4 separate regions of the Sus scrofa genome follow, and regions 2, 3 and 4 are each linked to region 1. A link is a contact called in public HiChIP or PLAC-seq and promoter capture Hi-C data. All regions are on one chromosome and are shown on one strand. Each heading gives the region's core, a stretch centred on a gene start, on an enhancer-like site or on the middle of the called end of the contact. The rest is flanking DNA. Distances are from core to core; before and after follow the strand shown.

Region 1 (5,909 bases), core at 3,279-5,778:
CCAAACTGAAGCAGGCAGGGTCTGGAACCCAAAGGGACAGCGTTTTCTACCCACTTCTTCATATTGACAGCTTACCAGTTCTATTTAACGTCCAAAAAGTGGTTCCCAAAATTTTGAACTCTTTCACTGTAAAGATTTGATACAGAGAATGTGGTTTGGGGAATTACCTTATTTTATATTGTTGTAAACACACCAGATCCTAAATGTGCCGCTTTTCTCCTTCCCTGAGGGTATGTGTTCAGTACCTGGCATTTTCGGAATTGTTTTAATATACTTTAACACTTTAAATTTCCTGTTTGTATTATTTTGTGAGATCAAGTTGATTATGCTGCTTAAGGTCCAGGTACAATTTGTACCTTTTGAGACAATATTTGTTACTCTCACAGGTTACGGTTCCACATGTAATTGTTTTTGTTTTGTAATTGTTTTTCCTTACCAGGCAAAGTTTAAGAAAATGCTCAGTGCTTTGAGGAGTGACCCATTTCACCATTTAGTTTTCTTATCACTGAAGGCAAAAATCAAAGCACAGTTGTCCATTAACACTCACGAGTTAATTATGGGTTTATGAATCTGTAATGTTATATGCTGCAAATATTTACTATGTAAACGAAAAGTAGCCAATATCTCAATAGCAATGACAGTATTTCCAGCAACCTTTGGAATGGTTAGGCTTTAAGGCACAGGTCGTTGTGGTCATGAAGGCCTCTGTACCAAGATTTTGTTTCAGGGAATGCTCTGTCTAGTGATTTAATTCATCATTTGATATAAAATGAATTTAGGACAAGTTGACCTGCTGTAGCTTATCCATCAGAGGGAATACATGTGGCTATGACGTCTATAATAAAGGTGACACAATTCCTCTTCAAGGGTTGTTTCCCATTGCTAACGTTGGTATTTCTGGTGTGGGAGGAAATGTTCAAGGAGTGTGCATGACATCTATGTTTTGCTTAATTTATCAGACAGCCACATTGTAATAACTGTGTGATGCTCGTCTGAAAAGGGAAGAAACAGGATGATTTTCGGTAGCTACAACTGTGAGGTATGGTGACTTAAATTATTTGGATTACCATTTTTTCTTTTCTGAAAGCACATCTGGGCATCACCTCTGGGGAAGCTGTAACTTTAAGGTAGTCAATCTCATGTTTTTATTAAAGATGGAAGCAGAAACTGAATTACCCTAATTTTGCCAAGTGGCCATTGTTGGGTTTATTGTATGCTTTTTGTAAAGGAAATAATCCCATTTCACTCATTGTCACTTTTGTCCTTAGGGAGGCAGAGATGACTCCAAGTTCTGATAAAGTGTGCTTCCCTAATTTAAAGCCATGTTGCGGGACTCTATCCCCACTTCCTGGGTCAAGTTGAATTAACCGCAAGTTGGAGCACTGGAAACTGTTATTTGCAAATATTACTGTTACCATTTAGAAATATGTACACTACCTAAGTTTTCTTTTGAGAAAAACCATCCACCTATTTAAAAAAAAAAAAAAAATTGCCTTGACACAAGCAGTTCTGGTTTGACTAATCATTTTGTTTCTTTAAGTAATGAGTGTATGCAAGGTGGACCCTTGATCAGCCAACATTGCACTGTGGATACATATCTGTTTACGCTATTAGAACAGAAGGCGCTGTATATAGAAATGTTGCTTTGAAGCAATATTTGCAAAACATGCAAACTTCTGTATCTGTATTTGGAAAAAAATAAAGCAGGTTTTTGTTGCTATGTTTCAGTCATTTGTTTTTGAATTATAGTTCTCTACCCTATTTTTAATGTGCATTAATTTTCTATAAACATTATCTTTTAAAGGAATTCTTTTACATTCTAAATAGATTTATCTTCTGCAGGGAGGCAGATGCAAGCTCAAATCCAAAATCCCAAGGAAGTATGCAAAATACTTTGGAATTCATTTAAGTGTCTTTAGTAATTTATTTTTTATTCTTTTCTTTTTTTGCTTTTTGGGGCCGCACTCTTGGCATAGGGAGGTTCCCAGGCTAGGGGTCCAGTGGGAGCTACAGCTGCTGGCCTTCCTCACAACCACAGCCACCTCAGGTCCGAGCCATGTCTGCAGCCTACAGCTCACGGCAACGCCAGATCCTTAACCCACTGATCGAGGCCAGGGATCAAACCCGCAACCTCACAGTTCCTAGTTAGATTCGTTTCTGCTGAGCCATGACGGGAACTCCAGTGTCTTTAATATTAAAAAGTAAAATGACCCTTACCAGCCTCTAGCCCAATCTGGCAGATGTACTGTGGTGAGCTACAGGCTTAGCTTTTTGTTGAAAGTGGTGCAGGGAAGACAAGTCTGGCCTTTCTTACATTAAAAGATGGCACCCACTGCAACTAGGACCCTTCTGAGACCAATCCAGTCTGTGAACCCTAATGAAACTCTTTCCTGGGTGGGCAGAAGACTCAAGGAACAGAGTAGGCTTTAGGGTTATATTGCAGAGCTTCCCTATTACTTACTAAATTCCTTCTTCCCTTCCTGAACAATTAGGGAAGCAGTTGGAGAGACATTAAAATGAGTAGCTCCAGCAGCGTAATCCATTAGTTCACACTATATCTGCCCCTTAAATCATTTGTGAGGCCTAAAATTTGTTAAGGTGAGTTTGGAGGCCTAAACCAGACTCACAAACAGTAATAACTAGCCTATCTCTGTAAGGACCTGCGCTAAAACAATTACTAAAATAGCCTGATGGATTTCCCATTGTGGCTCAGCGGAAACGAATCTGACTAGTATCCATGAAGATGCAGGTTTGATCCCTGGCCTCTCTCAGTGGGTCGAGAATCTGGAGAGCTCAGGTGTAGGTCACAGACATGGCTCAGATCATGATAGGGATAGAGTAGGCCTGGGTGGTTGTAGAAGTCCCAGTAGGGAAAGAAGGAAACCTGGGGGACGTTGGGAGAAAGCCATCAGAACAAGGCTTGCTGGTTAGACGGGTGGAGGTGCGAGAATTGCCTCAGGTCCTCAGGTGGGGGATGCGCAGAGGCCTGCATTCAGATTCAGATCAAGAGCAAGAGTTTGAGGACCGCCCTTCAGCTGATTTGAATACACACCTTATCAGATACTAAGGAGGAGCTACTTCTCCCAGGAAGGAAGAGGCGGGCCTTTCCAATCCCACTTTCCATGGATGATAAAACTGGCCCACAGTATCCTCCAGGGTGAAGCTTGCTCACCTGCCCGCTTGCTTCTCTCACAAGCGTCCTATCCTAATAAATCTGTTTCTTGCCTATTAAAAAAAAAAAAAATAGCCTGATGAATTGGGCCTTTGGGGAAGCCAGTGCCCAAAGGGCAGGCAGGTGGGACAAGTAGTTTGGCAGTATTGATACAGCAATGGCCACTTAAACGAGTATTTAGTAGAGCTAACAATTTGTCTGCACCATCCCACAGTCATAAGGTAAGACTATAACCATCATCTACCCTCTTAGGTAGGAAAACAAGCTCAAATTCCAGCTAGTGAGAGGGTAGAGCGAATACGGAACCCAGGCTGCTGGACCCACATTACCAAACAAAGGAAACCCAAGTGGGGTCCTAGGGAACGCGCAGGAGAAAATTTCCCAGATGTGGAGGCCCAAGCCTAGCCAACCCAATGATTCCACAAAACCTACGAAGGTCAAGTGAATAAGAAAGGCTTTATTCTCATGAGCTCCCAACTTGATTTCGCCACCAGTCAGAAAGGTTGGAAATAGGCTCGGGGAAATAAACATTGCAAAGGACGACCGAAAAGGACACTCGAGACTGCAGGAACAGCCAAAACTCGTTTTTCATTAACGCAGAATGGAGAGCCGGGCCGCCGGCAGCCCGGCTGCTCAGCCTGTAATGCGTACGTCTGTGCGGCGGCGAAGCCGCCGGGCCCGCGCCGCCTCGGGCAGGATGGCGAGCAGCTGCTCTTGCACCAGCATCTCCACGATCTGCTCCTTCGTGCGGATGTCGGGCCGCAGCCACTGGCGGGAAAGCTCCCGCAGCTGCCGGAACGCTTCCCGCGGGCCTGCCGCGTCTTGGTAGCGGAACTGCCGGAATCGCTGGCGGAACGTCTCTGGGCCGGGCCGGGAACCGCCAGGGCCTGGGGGTGAGCGCGGAGCTGCTTCGGCAAACGACGCGGAGCCCAGGGCTGCGGGCCCGAGGGGCAGCTCCAGGGAGGCGGAGGCGGCCGAGTGAGGCGTAGGATTCTCTTCGGCGACCTCGGCCTTGGGGCTGGAGGGCTTGGGGGCAGGCGGTGGGGCCTCAGGAGTCGAGAAGGAGTCCGCAGAGTCACGCTCCGGGCCTGAGCTCGGGCCGGCCCCTTCTTCTTTCCCCAACGGCAGCGCGAGACTCCCGGTAGCCGCCAAGCTCAGCTCGGTGGCCGCCATAACTCCGCTACGGACGTCACTCTTTGTCCCGCAGCTGAGGGCGCGGCACTACGTCTGCGCGGGGGCTGGGTAAGGAGGGAGACGTTTCCGCTAGAGGGCGGAGTCCGCGAGACCCTGAGGGAGGCGGGCGGGGGGCGCCGTGAGCTTACCAGCGCCGGCGAAGCGGCTGGGGCGGCCGGAAGTGGTCGTCCCCGCTGGCTTCTCTATGATGACCTCGGTGCGCGAGCGCCCGGAAGCCGAGTCTGGGCTCGAGGACGCGGCGCCCCCTCGCGTTCGCGAGTCCCGCCAGGAGGCGGCGGCCACAGCAGGGCACCCGGCTAATCTAAGCGTGCAATGGTCAGTTCGGGATGGTGGCGCCTCCGAGCACCAGTTCGAGGAGAAGGAGGAGGCGGGGAAGGAACCCGAGGAGGTGTCGGAGGATGACTCTGAGGAGGAGAACTCTGAGGAGGAGTTGGAGGAGGAGTCGGGGGAGGAGCCGGTGCCGGAACGCCTACTCAGGCCCAAGGAGGAGGGGCCCAAAAGGGTCATCATGCGACTTGGTGGCTTCGGCCGGCAGGTGACCTGCGCCGCCCCTGCCTCTGCATGCGCACCTTTTTACCCGACCCTAATTGGGATGAAGGCGAGCCAGAGCTCGCGGGGTCTGGGGCCCAGCAGGTGGCAGAGAAGGGACGGCGGGATGACTGTCAGGCATTAGGGGGAGGGCCCAACTCGGGAAAGTTCTTTCGCTCAGTCGAAAGAGGGCAGTACACCTGCCTGGTAGAGGGAGTGACACAGATAACGTGTGTAAGATCCTCAGCACACAGAGTAAAACTTGCCCTTCTCATGGCACAAAGTAAATGCTGAAGAACTTTTTTTTTTTTTTTTTTTTTTTGCGTGTCCTCTGGAATCAAGGGACAGGTGGCGCTGTAGGTTTTGCTTTTAATTTTAGGATTACTAAATAGACTAAATGTGTACTGCCATATAGTGGTCACTAGGTATGTATGCTTACCTCGTTAGTTCTTGAAATGTGGCTAGTCAGAAAGGGAATGTCCTGTAACGTGACATATATACAGGACTTGGTATGAAAAAGATAAAGTGTCGCCGTAATTTTTTCTGTTGTTACATGTTGGATTGATAATATTTTGCATATATTGAGTCAAATAAAATATATAATTCAGGATTTCCTGTCGTGGCTCAGTGGTTAATGAATCCACCTAGCATCCATGAGGACACAGGTTCGATCCCTGGCCTTGCTCAATGGATTAAGGATCCTGCATTGCTGTGAGCTGTGGTGTAGGTTGCAGATGCCGCTGGGATCCTGTGTGGCTGTGGCTGTGGCTTAGGCCAGTAGCTACAGTTCCGATTCGACCCCTAGTCTGGAAACCTCCATATGCCATGGGTACTAAATATATATATATATGTATATAAATGTCAAATTTCATGTGTGTCATTTTACTTTTTAAATGTGACCTACTAGAAAACTATTTTTTATGGGGGGGGGCGCACCTACAGCATATGGAAGTTCCTAGGCTAGGGGTGGAATCTGAGCTGCAGTGCCAGCCTAAGCCACAGCCACAGCAATGCC
Region 2 (6,739 bases), core at 4,048-6,547, 250 kb before region 1:
TTTCTCCCAAACAGGTGAAGTTATAGATAATTCCCAAGCAAATGATTAGGCACCTATATTCAAAAAAGAAGAAAACTGTCCCTGTTAAGTATTAAGATTATCAATAGAAACCTACAAAGAATGATGACGCTAATATGTGACTATCTTTCAAGATCAAACTACCACCAGTGAGCTTAATATTCATCACCAGAAAGTTTAATGTATCAAAAAGTTTTAGTGTTCCTCCAAACTTGTCTAAAGAACAAGATAAACATCGTCTAGACGACCACACAAATTACTAAAGAACAGTGAGATTTTGCCACAAAAATCTATGTTAACGTCATAAACAATATTCAAAAGCCCAGAGCACTGTGTTAATCTCATATATGTTGCACCGACTGAACCAAATCAAATCTAAAATTTTAAAACTCTTCATTTAAAAGCTACATATAGTAGCTTATCTATTGATCACAAAAGGAAATGTGAAACAGAAAAAAGCTTGCTTTACATAAAGTTTATGCTCAAAGAGTAAGAGTGTGAATCATTGCAGTATTTATTTCTAAATGTACAGGTTTGACTCTGTGAGCCTCAGAACCAGGGTAATTTTCTAGTTAAGCATTTGTGATAAATAGATGATCCCTACTGGAGATTTCAATTCAAAAGGTCTGGTTGGGGCCACAACATGTGTGTGCCCCCAAGGTAAGGAAACAGGTTCCTCAGCCTCCTCCCTTCCAGACCCAAGCAGGAACCATATGTTCACCTGGAGAGGAACAAACTCAGGGTCGGCCAGTTAAACGCAAAAGAAACATTGCTACGTCTACTCTCAAAAATGTCTACAAGGCTGCCAGAAATTACTGCAACACAGAGAAAAAAAAAAGGCACACCTGATTTTGGTAAATCCCTAGTTCAAGTATAACATATTCAATTTAAAGTACCAAATCAATCTAGATATAAATTGTTAATTTTTCCTATTTCAGCAAAGGGAAACTCCATCTCACCCCACACCAAAGAAAAGTACACAGCTCAGGCTAGAAGCCAGAACTTCATCACTCTTGCTGTTATACTTCTTCCTTCAAACATAAACTAAGAACTGAAATACTTACTTGTTTTCAACACTTTGTAAAGAGCGTAATAATTTAACAGAGGTAGTACTGTTTTCCAGGAACCTATGCAACCTTGTGTTCTAAATGTCAGCTAGGGTACGAAGGGTATTAAAAATGAAAAATTCACTCCAATCACCTGAACCTATGGTGAATTTTAGAAGGATTAAGACTAGAAACAATTCTAAGCAACAAAATATCTAAAATACATGTTTTACCTATTCATAGAGCATAAGAGAAGTGAGAAAATGGGCTTGATTTCCTATCAAATCCACTGATAGAAACATTTCGGAAGATCTAAAACGAGACGCTTGCTTTAGTGTACTTTTCCACTTTATCTTGGGAATTAATCCACATAGTAGCTTTGCTTCCACTTTACAAATGCCAGATACATGCACAACTGCTAATATGTGCTATAAAAATTAAACATATTATGATGACAAAACAGATTTTATTTACTAGCCATTCCAATCACTTGAAATTTCAGGTTAAAATGTCTGACAACAATCCTCTTTTATCAGGAAGCCAAGGCACAAACCAGAACTTGACCATTTCCACTCTTCATCTGGTAATAAACATCCAAAATTAAGTTTTAACTTTGTTCAATAATCAGTTTTAATTAACAAGAACCAGGGACAGCAGACCTAAGTACTTCAGATTCAAAGCAAACAAAAACCAGCACCCTTCAAATGTTCACCTCAGAGATGAGCAACAGAACCAATCATAATGGGCAAAATGCAACAAGCAGCATAATCACATTATGGTAGGCATTACAGAAACGCAGCTTCAAATTGATTTTGTCCCCATTCCCAAATAGATCACATTTCTTATTCTGGTATCATTCTTTTTTTTGGTTTTGTTTGGTCTTTTTAGGGCAGCACCCTCAGCTTATCTAAATTTCCAGGCAAGCTGTCACATCAAAGCAGCAACCACAGGCCTACGCCATAGTCACAGCAATACCAGACCTGAGCTACATCCACAACCTACACCATAGCTTGCCACAATGCCAGATCCTTAATCCACTGCGCTAGGCCAGGGATCGAAACTGCATCCTCGTGGATACTAATGGGGTTCTTAACCCGCTAAATCACAATGGGAACTCCAGATTCTGGTATCATTTTTAATAAAACAATTTTTCTGACACTGAGGGAGCTATAAGCTTTTGATACCATAATAGTCAACTCTCCCATTAACCTCCAGTCAATACTCAAAAGGCAGCAAATAAAAAGACATTTCTAAATATTTACTCCTCTTGCCAAAAAGACAATATCAAGTTATTTTTCAGTTCCAATGTCAACAAAAATGTTCATTACCTTATTTCACTTAAACTACAAAGAAACAATGCTTCTTCTAAATTACCAAACCACATTCACTCTCACTACTGGTTTAAAGACATAAAAGCTGGCTTTAAACTTAACGAACTAAACTCTATACAACCCAAAAGGTGTATGTGTGGTGGTGGTAACATCTGACAAAACTATAAATGAAGTTATTTTTTTTGCTTAGTTGATCTAAAACATTTAACAACATTCATTTATTCTACAATTATTAAGCACTTGTGGGCCAGGCACGAGATTACAGAAATGAGATTTCAGAAACAGACAACAGTCCCTGCATTTTAGGGAGTGATATCTAAAGTATCTTTTGTGCAACCATTACTGATACTTTAAAGTTCTTCCTGGAGTTCCCGTCCTGGCGCAGTGGTTAACGAATCCGACTAGGAACCAGCCTTGCTCAGTGGGTTAAGGATCCGGCGTTACTGTGAGCTGTGGTGTAGGTTGCAGAGGCGGCTTGGATCCCACGTTGCTGTGGCTCTGGCGTAGGCCGTGGCTACAGCTCGGATTCGACCCCTAGCCTGGGGACCTCCATATGCTGTGGGAGCGGCCCTAGAAAAGGCAGAAAGACAAAAAAAAGAAAAAAAAGTTCTTCCTACACCTATAGAAGAAAATATTCATCTAAACTGAAATGATGGAGTGACTATCTACAAAATGGAATAAAAACAGCATGAACACTGTCACTGGATTCTAGCACCTGGTGTTCTACCAGCCCACAAAGTCAAGTTTCGCATCTAAAAATTGTACCAACAACCCCAAACTAATTATGCAAAAATTAAGTTATTTGGCATGTCAAAGCAAGTGAAAGAAGCCTGAAGTTTTCTGGTAATAGCACATAACAATATGTTCCAAGTTACTACCACAATGGTTTCTGAAGCTTCACATTTTTTGCCTAACAGATATGGAAATAAGAAAACCTGAAATTATGCATTACAATCCATAAGCAAAATAACCAATATTTAATCAAGCATATAAGGGTAATATAAAATGCATTCCCTGTTTCATAAAAATTTCCACTAATACTAAGCAAATCCTCAACTTTTATATAAACAAGCCAAACATTTCATTTTCTTCAAAAATTACCATAAAATTATTTTAACGACCTGTAACATTTCTTCATAACTTTTTAATATTCTTGGAAAATGCCTGAACACAATTTCCTTCCACTAAATCCATAAATCCACCATGCTATCAAAACTACCATATTTCAAAAACAACTACAACCAGTCTTATGTTATATTTCTGCAATAGAAAAATAAAATGAAACGAGAACAGCCTCTATGCCCAGACTTCTAGGATTCTTTTTCAATTGTGAATGCTCTGAAATATATTAAAAATGTAAACTAGATAAGATCCGAGGCAATTCGTGCTTCTGGTACTGCATTTTACAAAAATTATACAATTTAAAACCATTCAAGCAAGCTCTAAGAGAAATAATCATCACAAGTCTCTCCTTCAACAAAACCTTAATCGCAATCACATTTTTCTTCAGTAGGTTATATTGACAAGCATCAAGCTAATCGTGAATAATATAAAATGGTTCCTGCCAAGTATCCCAATTTACATCAGATCATCTCTAGGAATGCGGAGCCAAGCAGGGTTTTAGGGTCCAGAAACCTCTCTTTCGGAGCCTGCAATTCTTAGTATACAACTCTCGGCACATTTAATACTGAATAACCCAGAATAACTCACCGGAGCTCCTGAGATTTTTCACTATAACGCACACTCTGGAAGCACCCATAAAGTCCATGCATTTAACAATCTGGCAGCTCAATCTCCTGCACTAGTGTCCATCCCGGTCAATAACCTGTAGCTTCTCAAAGCCCCTCCCACCCAGTTCACATGGCTGCAAACAAGCACCTCCAGCCTTCAATAAACTCAACTCACGCTCCATCAAAATCGCCCACTCCCTCCCGAGGGACAAATAAAGGTGGTGCACTTAGCAGCAACTTCCCTACTTCGGGACCAAGGGGCTGACACATCACTACCATCTTCGGAGACCCCCACAATGCCGGGGCTGGTTTCTCAAACTGCGGACACCCCGAAGGTAAGCTCCGCCCCAAAGCTGGGCCTCGGAAGCGTTTCTCGACAAAACCCCTCCACCTTCAGACCAAGAAGGCAGCTAGTCCGGACTTCCTTTCCAAACTCGCGGGAGGGCACGTACTACAGCTCCTTCCCCACAAATGTGTTCTAATTGCAGTCCTCTTTTTCTGAGAGGCCGCAAGGGCATCCTTTCCACTTCCGGTGGAGGGAGTGTCCTCAATACGATTATCTCCTCACTTCGGGGCAGTTATAATTTCTGCCCCCATGTTGGGGCATAGAGATTCTGGTTGATTCGGGATGTAGTGTGTTTTCACTGCAGTTCCCGTTGGTTCGCAGGCCGCCAAGCCACCCAGCTCTGGACGCCTCCCTTTCAGTCCACGGGACGGTCCTGGCTAATGCCTCATCCCCTCTTCGGCAAGCAGACCTATACTCTTTTGTCTTTCCTGCATCCTCTCAGGCCCGAGTGGCGCAAGAGGCGCCCCAGACCCCCCGCAGCCATGCCCCAACCCTTTTGTGTGGGGCGTTCGCTGCGGCGGGCTCCGAGGCCTCCGAAGGCCCCGCCCCGGGCCACCAAGGGGCGGCTCGAGCCCCGCACAGCCCCGCCCGTTCCGGGGCTGCGGGAGTCTTACCGGGGAGAACTGCGCGGCACCCGAACCCAGACCCGAGTTACCCCCCGCGCGAGTGCCTCCGCCCCGCGGTCGACAGCCCCAGCCAGAACGGCTTCCCGGAGCCCAAAGCAGCCACCACCTCCTTCGCCGCTTCACAAGATGGCCGCCGGCCCGCTCAACATCTCCGCGTTCCAGAAAAGGCGGGACAGCGTGGTTGACGTAAAGGGGCGGAGCGACGCAGACGCGCTTAGGTTTTCCAGCGAGTTCCCGGAAGTCGCCAACGTCTGTGGCGAGCGGAGCGTTGAGTTCAGTGCCTGCGACTTAGGCGCACTAGCCCCGCCTTAGAGGAGTGAAGCTTCACGGTAGGATCGCAGTATGTGACTCCAGGTTTTGTGCAGTTGCTTCACTTCTTAGAGCCTCTGCCTGAGGGAAATACTGCCTACCTCCCAGAATTGTTTTGAGGATTAAATGGACCACACAGCGGTATCTAGTTCTATTGATGATGCCCTGACAAATGGACCAAAACCTAATTCTTTTTTTTTTCCCCATCAAAAATTTTCAGTCCTGGAGTTCCCATCGTGGTGCAGCGGAAAACGAATCCGACTAGGAACCATGAGGTTGAGGGTATGATCCCTGGCCTCGCTTAGTAGGTTAAGGATCTAGCATTGCTGTGAGCTGTGGTGTAGGTTGCGGACGCAGCTCAGATCCTGCGTTGCTGTGGCTCTGGCATAGGCCGGCAGCAACAGCTCCGATTAGACCCCTAGCCTGGGAACCTCCATATGCCGCGAGTGAGGACCTATAAAGGCAAAAAGGACAAAAAAAAAAGATTCAATCCAGGCGTTCCTGTGGTGGCGCAGCAGAAACAATCCGACCAGGAACCATGAGGTTGAGGGTTTGATCCCTGGACTCGCTCAGTGGGTTAAGGATCCAACGTTGCCATGAGTTGTGGTGTGGGTCGCAGACGCTGCTCGGATCTGGCGTTGCTGTGGCTGTGGTGTAGGCCGGCAGCTACAGCTCCAGTTAGACCCCTAGACTGGGAACCTCCATATCCAGGGAGCTTTACATTTTTTTTACCCAGTTGTCATTAATCCCTCCATAGCTGCACTTCAGTATTATTACTATAACTTACTTTTGGCCTTGCCTACAGCATGCAGGCAGTCTACAGCCAGGGATGGAAACTGCATCACTGCAGTGACCTGAGCCACAGCAGTGACAACACAGAATCCTTAACTGCTAGGCCACCGGGGAACTCCAAATATTATTTTATTATAGAAAAAATTATTCTCCTGTTGCTCTGGTCCTAGCCCCCCAGACACCACTCCCCCTGCCAATACCCCATTTTTTGATTAATGTTACCATAATTGAACTAATCTCTCAAATCAGAAAGTGAGGAATCAATTGACTTAAAATCAGGGACTAAATTCATAAAACTCCCAACAAATCTGGGAAAGATCTATGTGGCAGAGTAGCCTGGTGCTAGACCAGTATGACTTGAAAAAACCAGGCCATACTTTTAAACAAAATCTATACTTTCTTATATATATTTTTGCAGCTATAGTATAATGTATTAAAAACAAAACCTGCTAAATACAATGTGGTATCTAGGATTGGATCCTGGAGCAGAAAAAGGGCATTAGTTAGAAAACTGGTGGAATCTAAATAAAATCTGAAATTT
Region 3 (6,793 bases), core at 2,679-5,178, 180 kb before region 1:
CTGTGAGCATATTGAAGTAGTACATTGTGAAGCAATTTAAGCTCTTGGAAGAGCCAAAAAGAATCAAATAAGTGGCTTAATTTTACCATTTTTCAGTAAATTATGAAGTCATGAGCATAACCAAATGTTTGACTATGACATCACCAAGGCTAATAAAACAGCTTAATGTTTATAAAACACTAACCACTGAATCACTAATTTTAGAGCTCAAGGAAAACTCCAAGAATAGGATCTGATCTCATAAAGTGGATCTGGTTTTACACTGTTTATTTAGAGTTTTTGTATATTGTATTCTGTTCTAGTCTGCAGCAAGTGGATTCCTATTAAGGGTTATTCATTTAACCCAAGTAACATGCATAAATATACAGTCTTTTAAAACTCCATTCTCATTAAGTCTATCAGTTGAAAAAGCTTAAGACTAGAAAGCCACATTAAGAGGAACATTAAGAAGTACTTAAATATGCTGTAACATTACTACAAAAAGAGCCTTTAAAAGCATCAAGGGCCATAAATAATTCACGGCTCTGACTCCTTCAGCAATTTAGAGCAAAGGATTCTTTTCCACAGGCTGGTTACTACCTTCCACTTCCTAACCCATCGATCTTCAGTTGCTACAACAGTTCTATTGATAACATCACTAAATAAATATTAAGCCATACTTAATAACTTTAAGACAAAAGACAAGCTCTAAATACAGCAACTCTTATCCGGATTGTCATGGATGGACTTATAATGGCAAAGTGTCCAAAAGGTCCCTGAAACCATATCCTGAAATCTAGGGAAAAAGTCCATTGTTTCACATCCTCAAATAGTGTCTTGAACCAAAAAGTAAAGGAGATCCACTTTTCTAAAACAGTCAAAGAAAAGCTTCAGGAGGAAACCTTAGGTTTGATGCTTTAGCCACAGGAATACAACTTAAGATTTCAATCACATAAAGTTCCCCCCAACCCAGGTCCCTTCTTAAAACTTACTTTTTGCTACGTTCTTCATGGCCGTTAGCACTGCTCAACTTGTTCTCATCCTAAGCAGGGTTGATAGAAGAACATCATGAGGACGAAGTGGTAACATTTCAAGTTGTCAAAGGGTAAAGGGAACAGGAATAAGAAAATACAAAACAATTTTAAAACTAATTACTTATTTACAGTTTAACATGGAAAGCTATAAAAAAATTTAGATGGGTATGTGTTTAACCACTTTGTTGCTTACAATTAAGTCATCAAGATACAAAAATAAAAATGCATATTAACATGTTAAATTTTATTTTCTTATATAGTTAGATATTAAGTTATCCAGATATACAGTGTTGAAGTGGTTAAAGAGAATTTCTATAAAACATGAAGTCCTGTTTTGAGTTTTATTCCATGTGCTATGGCCCCTTTGGTCAGTACCATGGCTCTATTTCTGCCTAAGCCCCAAGTGGCCATGCTAGCAGCCAGCCACTATCGATTTCCTGTGACCGATGCCATTCCTGAGATCTTCGCCCATTTCCGTTGGAGGGTTGGGACTGTAAGAGCTTGATGCCACCTCTGTCACACATCTCGCCCTGAAGCAAACAGGGATTCACACTGCTTTAGTAATGTTGACTTCCAAGAACCCAAGAAAGTCAATTAATAATCCACCAGTCCAGCCTAAACATTTCCTACTTCCATACCTGTTTACATGGAATTACAACCACGTTAAACTAAGACACAGAATCTTAACATTAAAATAGAAAGTAGCTCTTCAAGAGTCTAAGCATTATGAAACTACACACAGTATTCAAAGCTTTAAAGAATTCATCCAAATTGGTACCACATGGTCGAGCTATACACTCCAAAACAAATGTATTATTTTTAAAAGCGCAATGTTTATTTTAAAAGTTTGATCACATCAGTTATAGGCGTATAAGTGCTAACTTACAAAGCTTACAGTTTTCGACATCAGTGATAATGCATGCAATACTGCTATTTTCACCACCAACCGGTGAAAGAATGAAACACACTATTTCTACTGTGATATTGAAATGGGTCAAAGGCTATATTAGCCGAACTAATTCCTTTGTAGATTTTAGTGTGAAATATTATGGCAGGGACTAATTAAAAATATGGAGAACAGTAAAAACAGTCATTAAGTGACTGTAAGTTGTGATACTGCCTCTTTTGCTTTAAGAAATTTTTTGTCTATTCAGGGATCCAAGAATTTTAGTAATTTTTAACTGAGCAGCAGATGCCTGTTTTAACATTTACTATCACCAGTCTTATATGTAGGATAAATTTTAAATCTCACCCATGTCTTCTTGTAAGACTTGTCTTATTTAAAGATTTGCTTGCCACAGACTGGTTATGCTTTGTTATTCTTGGACCCCTGCTGTTTTCCCAAACCACTACATTCACCTTTTTGCTATACCAAACTGGAGCTGGTAATTCTTAGTTGAGTCATTTTACCTAGGGGACCACGGTACAGCGATAAGTCACTCAATTACTACCTTATGATTGACAGTTCACACTGGAATCAAAGGTGAATTCATGGGAGTAGAGGTGAGATATCGTTAGGCAAGTCTACAAAGAGAGATAGATGGGCATTTATTCATCACGCTGAAGTGAAACTACTGCACAATATTATTACATCAATAGCATATATTTACTTTTGTAAGTTATAGTAATGCATCTCTGATAAGATAAATCAAGAGGGCTCCGGGAGGTTAGTCTACATTTCAGCAGTAGTTTCGTGAATATTGCTAAATTAAGAAATAGATAAACCTCACCGACATGTTTTTTCTCACCTTCTTGTAAGGAGCCTCAAGCATTGCTTCAATATCAATATCGTCTGCCATTTTCTCTAAACGCCTAGAGTTAAGAATGAAAATTAAGTGAGTAAACATTTAAAAATTCTGCCAGATTTCCTTCTTACCCGACGTACTCCAAAACTTAACAAAAGCCACAAAGATTGATTCAAGTGGGACTTTAGCAGGCTTGGCAATCAAACATGAAATGTCCCCAAGACCGGTAACGCTAAAGCGGATTAACTACCCGATTTTTAAAAATCCTACTTACTCAAAAACAGAACCCAAGACCAACGAGCGAAAGCGCCTCTTTCCGCGCAAAACCCGCGCTGCCATTTTAGGGGCAAAGGGAAACTCCCTTAGTTGGGAGGGGTTGTGTGCCATGGCAGCGTTCGGCTGGCGCCATGTTGGGAGGTCGCGGCCGGCCCAGGCCTCCAAAGGACAGGTCCCCATCTGCCCGCGGCCCCTCTAGAACCCGTACCACCCCCAAACTCTGAAATCTCCCCGACCGGAAAAGGGCGCGGTCGCCGAAATTTAATCTATTTCTGGAGAACTGCTCCCCCACCCCAATCCCGCCGCATGAGACGGCCTAAGAAGTGCCCATCAACCCAGAAAAAAACCAAACTCAAAAAAACGCTAACATTATGCGAATCCGCGACGCCCCCTTACCTGCGTGGCCTTTCGGGCCCCTGCGGTGCTTGGGTTCGGAAAGAGGGGGGCTGCTGCTGCTGCTGCCGCCGCTGGTGCAACTGTTAAGCCGCTAGGCCCAGGCCGCGATACCGCCCAGCCCGAATTTCGGGCTCCAAGAGCGGATAGGCCCAAACGAATCTAAAAGAAACAATGGGATTAAAGGAGCCCACGCGGGAGTTATGGATGGCGGCTTCGGCAGCACCGGATCCACCCCTGCGACAGCTTCGGCAGGCTCTCTGAAATGGCGGCCGCTGCTTCCCCGTACTCACATTCAGCAACACACATACACACACACAAACACACGGGGCCTCACAGAGCCCTCAGCACGGGCTCTCGCGAGACGTTGCCCCTACTCCTAGGCCAGAAAGGCCAAAACATCGCGAGAATAAGCATGGGGCCCTAGTGACCATAGCCCAATCTCGCGCAATGATTGCGCCACAGATATTCCCATCCCCCACCCGGGGAGCCGCTTTTGACTCCCCCCTCCAGATAGTCTTCCTCATCTCGCGAGACGGCGCGAGTCGCTAAACGCGAAGGCAGTTGGTGCATTTTTTGTCAATCTGATACAAAACTCTAAGCTGAATGGAGCTCTGTGGTTGCCGCCTCCTCGCGACACCACCCCATAACCGTCTGAAGGTTTCTCCCTCAGAGATGACGGCTTCTCCCCTCCCCCGCGCCCCCCACCTAGATGTCCGTCAAGGTCGCCATAAAGCGACCTAATCCAAATGGTGGATGAATAAAACGAAAACGAAAATCATATGTGGATTTTCCGGCAGGGGCGAGAACGGAGTGAAAATCATGTAAGAGATAAGGCAAGAGGAGATGTACAGGGGCAGGGGGCTAAGGCTGTAGAACAGAAATTGGGTTTCCTCGGCCTTTGGAGCCACTGGACTAAGGCGCTGCGTCTTCTGTCGATCTTCAAAACAGTAGTGGGAAAAGGCAAAGAGAAGGTGAAAAAATACTGCTTTCCTTGGCAGGGGACCAAGTTTGTGCCCTCCGAATTTATAGTCTGGCCTTGTGTCAGGGTTGCTATTGTTTCTTCAAAAATATCCCCCATTCCCCTGGGACTTGGACCCTCCCTCCCAGATGCCTGGCAGAGTATATAGATTCACCACTTGTTCTTTGAGCTACAGTGCTGCAAAAGAGAGGGGAGCAGACAGGTCACTGACCATAAAGCTTTTACCTCTAAGATAAAAATGTTTAGGAGTTCTCCTGTGGCAAAGGGGGGTAAGGAGCCCTCATTTCTGCTGCAGCAAGTATTGGATCCCCACCCCCTACCCCGGAGCAATGGGTTAAAGATCCCAAACTGCCAGGGTTGCCGTAGCTGCAGCTCGAATTGGATCCCTGGCCATGGAACTTCCATCTGCCACGGGTGTGGCCAAAAAAAGGAAAAAAATTTTTTGAAAGAAATAGGTAATTTAAAAGCAAAAAATCTTGAAGAAAACTTAAAATATGTTAACAGCTTAACGGTTGAGGGCAAAGATTTGAAATGAGCTTGGGCAAGTGCTCCAACACTGAGTAACCTTGGACAAATAAACTAACCTATCGGAGCCTCTCCTTCATTTCCTCCTATGAAAAAGGTTATAGTTAATAGGCTTAACTTCTTGATCCTGACCTAGGTGAATAATGCTTAACAGCTATTTCTCATCCCTTAGCCGCATACCAGCCAGGTGGATATTGGATGTGAGTGAATGAATGAATGGTCTAATAGGAGTATAGTGAGGATTAATGTGATAGCTGTAAAATGTTTGGCTAATACTTAATCATCAAAAAAGTTATGGGAGTTCCCATCATGGCTCAGTGGTTAGTGAACCCAGCTAGCATCCATGAGGACTCGGGTTTGATCCCTTGTTCAGTGGGTTAAGGATCCCTTGCCGTGAAATGTGGTATAGGTCACAGATTTGGCTCAGTTCCCAGCATTGCTGTGTCTCTTGTGTAGGCTGGCAGCTACAGCTCTGATTGGACCCCTAGCCTGGGAACCTCCATTTGCCACAGGTGTAACCCTAAAAAGACAAAAACAAAAAAAAAAGTTAACTTAGGGAGTTTATGCTGTGGTGCAGTGGGTCAAGGATCTGGCGTCTCTAGGGTGGCCTTGAATTAGATCCCCTGAGCTGAGAAATGGGTTAAGGATTCCTCATTGCCCCAGCTGTGGTGTAGGTCACTGCTGTGGCTGGGATTCGATCCCTGACCCAGTAATTCCGTTATTTGTGTGGGGAAAAAAAAAGTTATTTCTAAACAAAATTATTTAGAGCAAATGTATGTGTTAAAGTGACTTTCAGGGAATTTCCGTTGTGGCACAACAGAAACGAATCCGACTAGTATGAGGATGTGGGTGTAATCCCTAGCCTTGCTTAGTGGGTCTGGGATCCAGCATTGCCTTGAGCTGTGGTGTAGATAGCAGACACTGCTCAGATCCCTAGTTGCTGTAGCTGTAGCGTAAGGCCAGCAGCTGCAGCTCCAATTCAGTCCCTAGCCTTGGAACCGCCATATGCTGCAGGTGCGGCCCTAAAAAGCAAAAAAATAAAGCGGCTTTCAATTTTAAGTTAACTATCAGCTGTTTCTTTTAGAGAGTTAATAGATTTTGCATAATTAGTAATATTCCCTCAACTTCTTTTCTTTAAAATTCTGATCTCTTTTCGTGACTGTGCCCACGGCATGCAGAAGTACCTCAGCCAGGGATCGAACTCAAGTGCCCCAACAGTGAATGCCAGATCCATAACTTACTGTGCCACCAGGGAACTCCATTAAGTGCATTTTAATCCAGTTTTTCTTGAGAATTTAAGGCTGACATATAAAATTTGCCTTATTTATGGATCTAACTAAAATTTTAGAATCATCTTCACTTTTTCCCATTAAAATTGAATTAAGTTTTGGAGTTCCCTTCGTGGCTCAGAGGTTAACAAACCCGACTAGGATCTGTGAGGATGTGAGTCTGATCCCTGGCCTTGCTCACTGGGTTAAGGATCTGGTGTTACCGTGAGCTGTGGTGTAGGTTGCAGGCACGGCTCTGGTCCCTCGTTACTGTGGCTGTGGTGTAGGCCGTCAGCTGTAGCTCTGATTCAACCCCTAGCCTGGGAAACTTTGTATGCCGCAGGTGTAGCCCTAAAAAGAAAAAGTGAAAAAGAAGAAATAAATAAAATTGAGTTCAATTCTAGTTATACTTAACTCCCTTCAAAAAATCAGTCCTCCCCCCCCCAAAAAAAAAAATCAGTCCCGTTCATGTTAGACAAATTTCCTCAAATTTAGTATGCTTTTATCAATTTAACATGATGTTATTATTTTTGAATTCTTTAAAACTTTCCCAAGTACGAAAACAATTCTTCTAAAGGCAAGGATTGGGTG
Region 4 (6,335 bases), core at 1,641-4,140, 220 kb before region 1:
GATTTGGAAAAAGCACTTATTGAGCCCTTAGTATGTATGGCCATTGTGTTAGTAAAACACATATCGCCAGAACTGTCTGATTGTCTGATTGAATCTACCAAATAACCCAAAGGAATAGGAAGTTTACAATCTCCATTTTCTCTCTTCCTTTCTTTCTTTCCTTCCTCCTTCCTTCTTCTTTTTTTTTTTTCCCCACACCCAGACTAGGATCAAACTCATGCCACGGCTGTCATACCCAGACTAGGATCAAATTCATGCCACGGCTGTCACCTGAGTCACTGCAGTAATAGTGCTGGATCCTTAACACATTGAGCCACAAGAGAACTCCTACAATTTCCTTTTTTAATGTAGGAAATTGAAGGTTCAAAAAATTAGACAACATGCCAAAAGTCATTTATCTAGGAAATGTGGGATCTAATCAAATGTCTTCAGAGGGATTCCAAAGGCCTGCTATTTGAATCTCTTCCTGAGAGGGGCCCCAAACCATTTCCACCTTCATTCACAGCTATCAAGAAAGAAATGCCTCCCACAAGCAACTGAACCTCTGACATTAAAACTTCTGATATCAAAAGCTCCTTGAGTCTTCTGTACTAACCTGGCGAGCATGTTCCATGGCTGCCTCACTTTCCCAGCCATACGCATGTGTCCGGGAGTGTGGGTTCCCATAGTAGTTGACTAGGTAAGGAAGCATGGCATCAAGCACCCGAGGGTCCTGAGCACAACAGAAGAGATCAAGATCAGTCTCCTTGAACCCATAGTTAACTCAGGCCTCCCTCCATACCCTAAAACATGCCCAACCTGTCTCAACACACTTCCGACCCTTCAGAACCTGCCCCGATTGGGCCTCAAACATTCTTCCATCCTCTCAGGTACTAACCAAGTGCTGGTTTAAAATACTCCTTGACAAAACCCATCTTTTTTTTTTTTTTTTTTTTGCTTTATTTAGGGACGCACCTTTGGCATATGGAAGTTTCCAGGCTAGGGGTCAAATTGGAGCTGCAGCTGCCAGCCTATGCCAGAGCCACAGCAACACCAGATCCTTAACCCAATAAGCAAATCTAGAGATTGAACCCACATCTTCATGGATACTAGTTGAGTTTGTTACCACTAAGCCACAATGGGAACTCCCCAAACCAATCTAAGATTATTCCACCATCTCCTCAGATAATCTACAAACATTGCCTTGTCCTGACAGCCATGCCTGCAAGTGTTTCCACTCCTGCCAAGCAATGTGATCTACAAGGAACCAGGACATGTCAGAGTCCCTGTGTTGATGGAAACTTGCATTAATATTTAAGCGTTTATAATGTGCCACAATTTATTCTAAGAGCTGCTTTATGTCTTTTAACCTGTTCAAGGAGTTCACATCATGGCTCAGCCATAATGACCTGACCAGCATCCATGAAGATGCAGGTTTGATCCCTGGCCTCGCTCAGTGGGTTAAGGATCTGGTGTTGCGATGAGCTGTGGTGCAGGTCACAGACATAGCTTGGATCCCACATTGCTGCGGCTGTGGCATAGGCAGGCAACTGTAGCTCCAATTGGACCCCTAGCCTGGGAATCTCCGTATGCTGCAGGTGCCGCCTAAAAAGACAAAAGACAAAAGACAAAAGACAAAAAAAAAAAAAAAAAAAAAAAATTTTAAATAACCTATTCCATACTTGCACAAATCCACAGTAAGTGGATTAGTGCAGCTAATTCCAGATCCTATGCTTTAAACTACTACGAGTGCCTCCACTGAAGTGATTTGACCAAGGTCAACAGCTTGTAAGTAGCAAAGCCATTTCTAGTGGATTACAACTCAAGCTTCCTCACTCCTGGTTCATTGCATTTCCCAACATACACTTCTCAATGGCTCTCACTTCTACAGAGATTCAGCCATTTCTGTGCACTGCCACTTCTATGGTATAATTCCTATAAACAGTCCTGGGGAAAGCTGTCCCTCCATCCTTACCAGAGGAGTTGTAGCTTGCACATCCATATACAGAGGCCGCAGCACTGGCTCTGCCTCCGGAGCAGTGACTGCATCCGAGGGAACAGCAGACTGGGGAGCATGGTCTACAACTGACAAAAAAATGGAAGGGAGTGGCCAAGTGAGAGAGAATGCAACTTTGTACATAGAACATCCAAGAGAGCAGAAGGTAAAAGCTGGATCAAGGTGTGTTAAGTTGAAAGGATACTGAGGTCGAATCTCAACGTAAAAGGAAACAAAACATCAGAAAACTTGAGCAGAGCTTAAAAAGAGGTGAGGGAGAGAGAAAGAGTTCAGGGAGGGGGATGTTGAGACATTAAAATTGCATTGTTGGGAGTGGTGAGACCTGTGAAAGAGCAAAGCCATTGAGAATGAATGTGGAGACCATAGGTCAGGGTTTTTCTTCAAAGGTTAGGAGCTGGACGACCAGCATCTCTAAAATTTGGGCAGGAGAGGTCCTAAGGCCAAGCTTCAAGGGCTCTGAGGGCCTGCGGGGCCGGATCTGAAGTGCGGGAGGGGGAGGGGGCGCGCAGCGAACTCAACCGTTCAGAGGGCCGGCCTGAGAAAGTTTGAGGGGTGCACCTAAGAGGAAGAGTCAGAGGGGCCGGGTAGCTGGCGGAAGAGGGACGCTCCTGAATATTCAGTTGCGCCATATCACACAAGGGAAAGATCGGCGTCGCCAGAGAAGTGTCAGCGAGCGGGCCAGGGAGCGTACCGCGCAGGCGCAGCCCCCGAGTGGGCGACTTGGCCCTCGGCCTGGCAGCGGCGAGCACGGCTGCGGCCACCCGCCTCGAAGCGGTTCGCAGTAGCATGATCCTGGCGGCAGAAGCCCCCGCCCGAAGCGGCCGCGGTCCTCGGCTACCGAATCCCGGAAGTACAACTCCGCGCTCCGGAAGCGATTCTCGGAGCTGTGCTATACGCTCCGCCTCGCGTTCGGTGTGAGACGTAGAACTCAGCGACTGAGGCCACGAGCGAGGTGAGGTGGGGGTGCCGCGGCGCGGGGACTCAAACGCTAAGAGGGCAATGGAGTCGGGCTACACCCTTATTTCCCCTTACAGATTTCCCCGAGCCCTTGGGCCCACTCTTCACCCTAGCTCCTCCCGCCCCCGCTCTGGTCTCTGGCTGGCGGCTAGGCCCGTACTTCCCTAACCTTCCAACCCCGCAGATGCCTGTGGCCGTGGGGCCTTACGGACAGTCCCAGCCAAGCTGCTTTGACCGCGTGAAGATGGGCTTTGTGATGGGTTGCGCCGTGGGCATGGCGGCAGGGGCGCTCTTCGGCACCTTTTCCTGTCTCAGGTGAGGGGGGCGGGCGGTGATCTCTGGGCGGGACTACCAGACTTTCTCGGTCCACACCACTCACCACTCGACCTGCAGCCAGGATAAGAGCCTACTTACTCCAATTCCCTCTGGCCTTTAACGAGCCAGATTTTCTAAACACCTTCAGTCTGGGAGGACAGGTTGGAAGCCTAAATGGTTGAATATGAGCTCTGACTTTAAAACGCTCTCTGGCCCTTACTCATTCTGTAACCTTAGGGAAATTGGAGCTTGCGTTTCATGTGTAAAGTGAGGTCTGTAACTGCTACCTCATAGTTTAAAGGATCAAATCAGAGCACACACAGAATGTGGCATATGTCATGTGCTCAATAAATTGTATTCCTATTGTGTTAAATATTATATTTATTTCCAATTGCACATAGCAAACTTGCTGATTAATTTCACCTTTCTGGGAGTAGAATGTAGAATGTCATTTTCACACCTAAGAGAGACTGTATGGATCTTAATAAATTAAAAATTACTATTTAGTTCCTGTTGTGGCTCAGTGGAAATGAATCCGACTAGGAACCATGAGTTTGCGGGTTCAATCCCTGGCCTCGCTCAGTGGGTTAAGGACCTGTTGTTGCTGTGGCTGTGGTGTAGGCCAGCAGCTGTAGCTCCAACTGGACCCCTAGCCTGGGAACCTACATATGCTGGGGGTGCGGCCCTAAAAAGTAAAAAAAAAAAAAAAAAAGAAAAAAAAAAACCATTTATCGAGCACTTAGTGCCCATCTCTGTGCTGAATGCTGTTAACAACCCTGTTATGATCCCTATTTTACACTTGACACAGCCTGTGAATTGCTAATCTAGTTCTGGAATCCATGTATGACTCCCCAATCACTGTTTTAATGTCGTCTAAAAGACAGATGTTAACCAGATCATATATACTCGGGAGGTAAAAGCAGCACAAAAATACAGTTTCCCTTTCCATGTTCTTTACACTGTTTCTGCTGCCTCCCACAATCTGAAGACAGTTGAATCCGCCTAGAGAACCTGATGATCCTTTACCCACCTCATGTGAAATGTCCTGAATGGCCTGATTATAATTAAATTGAAAAGGGGCAGTTAATTTCCCCATTCCCTCTTGTATTTTTGTTCCCAATTGGCCCCATCTTGATTTCCTCCTCTCAGGATCGGAATGCGGGGTCGGGAGCTGATGGGCGGCATCGGGAAAACCATGATGCAGAGTGGCGGCACCTTTGGCACATTCATGGCCATCGGGATGGGCATCCGATGCTAACCAGGGCAGTGGTTGCCCACTACATCCAGCCTCTCCAATCAGTCCCAGCCCATGTACTATAATAAAACAAACCTTTGAATATTGAGTTTCTTTTGGAAGCATTTTTCTTCTCATATGCAGCCTATTACAGTTAAGAGAGATGCACTAATGAGGTTTGGTGTCTTGTTTCACTAACCTGAAACATTTTTTGGACTTTCCATAGGTTACAGTAAACCTTATTATTGGACTCTTTAATAAAGTTAGTGCTATCAGACTGTCTTTCACCTTTAAAATAGTGGCAGGTCTAGATCTTCTCAAGGTCATACTGAAAGGTTAACTTTTATTTTCAAAAAATTGTCCTTCATATGATTTGACCAGAAAAAAAAAAAAAAAAATTCCGACTTTTGTAGCCTCAAAAGGAATACATCCCCATGATTTTCAAAAGCTGACACTGACACCTCCACCCCATTTTACTAACTGGCTTATGGTAGTTTCCTAGTAATGAGAAGCACCCCTCACCTGTAGAGGCAAAATAATTCCTTGACATTCTTCTAAGCGGAGCTGCCCTCCCAAGTATCTGTCACTAACGTCGTGGTGCAGTGGTTAACGAACCACGAGGTGGAGGGTTCGATCCTTGGCCTTGCTAAGTGCGTCGAGGATCTGGTGTTGGTGTAGGCTGCAGACACAGCTCAGATCCTTGCTGTGGCTCTGGCGTAGGCCAGTGGCTACAGCTCCAATTAGACCCCTAGCCTGGGAACTGCCATATGCCACGGGAAGCAGCCCAAGAAAAGGCCAAAAAAAAAAAGGAAAAAGAAAATGGTAATAAATGTTACACAGAAAAATAACCTAACTGGAATATTTGAGGGCACACAGACACTCAGAATCCAACTGCAATCAAGGACAAACCAAAATAGCAATGGAAGAATACAAATTTCACAACCAAGTGGTTGTTATCCCAGGAACTAGTATTACTTAAATGACCTGAGAATAGCCATTTAAATTGTTTGGCCACACTTGCAGCATATGTAAATTCCCCAGCAAGGGATCAAACCCGTTCTACCAGTGACAATGCCCGATCCTTCCAGTGACAATGCCAGATCCTTAATCCACTGAGCCATCAGGGTATTCCAAGTTATTCTTTATTATTAAATGCCTAACAAACTTGCTTTGGGCATCATTTACAACCCAAACTTCTTTCTCAGGTGGTGGACAAACTTGTCACCTCTTAACAGTATTAAATGCCTAAGGGCACGTTTGCTGTCCCAATTCCCTAGAAAGGAATGACGAAAACAAACCTGATAGTACTTGATTCAAGAATAAAATTTTTAATTATTTAGATACTTGGAGACTTTGGAAAGAAAAAGTTGACATATATATATCCCCCTGTGACCATGAACACTTACTGCTACCTAGTGTTCAAAAATAGTTAACTTGACTCTTGAAACTTAAGTTAAATAACTGAACCAAATAAGGGAATTACAAAAGTCCCACAACAAAGTTGGTAGATAGTTGTAATGCCTTCAAATTCAAACTAAGTATCTTGATATAAACCTGTAATACTTGTGCTTCAACCCTAACAGTACAGTAAAAACAAATAGGCAGGTGAGGAAATCGGTAATGGGAAGGAGCAATTAGGAGCAACCTAGCCTACTCAAAAAGGTTCAACCTACACATACAAACTCGAAGCAGAGTTCAGAACACAAAGTGTTTGGAAAGCTTGCTGCCCATGTAAAGTAAAAGCTTGACAAATGCAATTCAATTTGGGAAACCAGTTTTAACTTACAAGCTTCCATTCAATTCTTTAAATAGCAAAGCAATTTTTCCCCCATA

The links. Promoter capture Hi-C pulls out the DNA fragments that hold promoters and counts their contacts. HiChIP or PLAC-seq counts read pairs in DNA pulled down with a chosen protein or histone mark.
Region 2: a contact with region 1 is called in an H3K27ac HiChIP or PLAC-seq map of alveolar macrophages. The contact joins the promoter of RBM12 here to the promoter of CNBD2 in region 1. A contact is called at or near these places in 1 of 5 promoter capture datasets (liver), 1 of 47 Hi-C or Micro-C datasets (heart right ventricle) and 2 of 2 datasets of contacts at active chromatin or transcription factors (alveolar macrophages and skeletal muscle).
Region 3: a contact with region 1 is called in a promoter capture Hi-C map of fetal liver, with 2.3 times the contacts expected there. The contact joins the promoter of RBM39 here to the promoter of CNBD2 in region 1. A contact is called at or near these places in 2 of 5 promoter capture datasets (fetal liver and liver), 5 of 47 Hi-C or Micro-C datasets (embryonic fibroblasts, fetal skeletal muscle, heart right ventricle and 2 more) and 2 of 2 datasets of contacts at active chromatin or transcription factors (alveolar macrophages and skeletal muscle).
Region 4: an H3K27ac HiChIP or PLAC-seq map of alveolar macrophages shows a contact between it and region 1. The contact joins the promoter of ROMO1 here to the promoter of CNBD2 in region 1. A contact is called at or near these places in 2 of 5 promoter capture datasets (fetal liver and liver), 2 of 47 Hi-C or Micro-C datasets (embryonic fibroblasts and heart right ventricle) and 1 of 2 datasets of contacts at active chromatin or transcription factors (alveolar macrophages).

The regions. Positions count from the first base shown.
Region 1 is chr17:39,240,847-39,246,755 of Sscrofa11.1, forward strand. CNBD2 (cyclic nucleotide-binding domain-containing protein 2) reads left to right here and starts at 4,529. Exons shown (of 13, transcript XM_021077743.1): 1 at 4,529-4,901. The coding sequence starts at 4,551. SCAND1 (SCAN domain-containing protein 1) reads right to left here and starts at 4,782. Exons shown (of 1, transcript XM_003134419.4): 1 at 3,610-4,782. The coding sequence starts at 4,345. The coding sequence ends at 3,806. PHF20 (PHD finger protein 20) reads left to right here. Exons shown (of 18, transcript XM_021078131.1): 18 at 1-1,727.
Region 2 is chr17:38,992,007-38,998,745 of Sscrofa11.1, forward strand. It overlaps RBM12 (RNA-binding protein 12), which reads right to left and starts at 5,298. Exons shown (of 3, transcript XM_005672896.3): 1 at 5,204-5,298. It overlaps CPNE1 (copine 1), which reads right to left and starts at 5,183. Exons shown (of 16, transcript NM_001143703.1): 1 at 5,086-5,183.
Region 3 is chr17:39,060,875-39,067,667 of Sscrofa11.1, forward strand. RBM39 (RNA-binding protein 39) reads right to left here and starts at 3,929. Exons shown (of 17, transcript XM_021078281.1): 1 at 3,431-3,929; 2 at 2,762-2,825; 3 at 972-2,537.
Region 4 is chr17:39,026,331-39,032,665 of Sscrofa11.1, forward strand. ROMO1 (reactive oxygen species modulator 1) reads left to right here and starts at 2,891. Exons shown (of 3, transcript NM_001097462.2): 1 at 2,891-2,948; 2 at 3,138-3,268; 3 at 4,418-4,611. The coding sequence starts at 3,138. The coding sequence ends at 4,526. NFS1 (NFS1, cysteine desulfurase) reads right to left here and starts at 2,848. Exons shown (of 13, transcript NM_001136510.1): 1 at 2,688-2,848; 2 at 1,955-2,064; 3 at 596-712. The coding sequence starts at 2,784. It overlaps RBM39 (RNA-binding protein 39), which reads right to left. Exons shown (of 17, transcript XM_021078281.1): 17 at 5,811-6,335.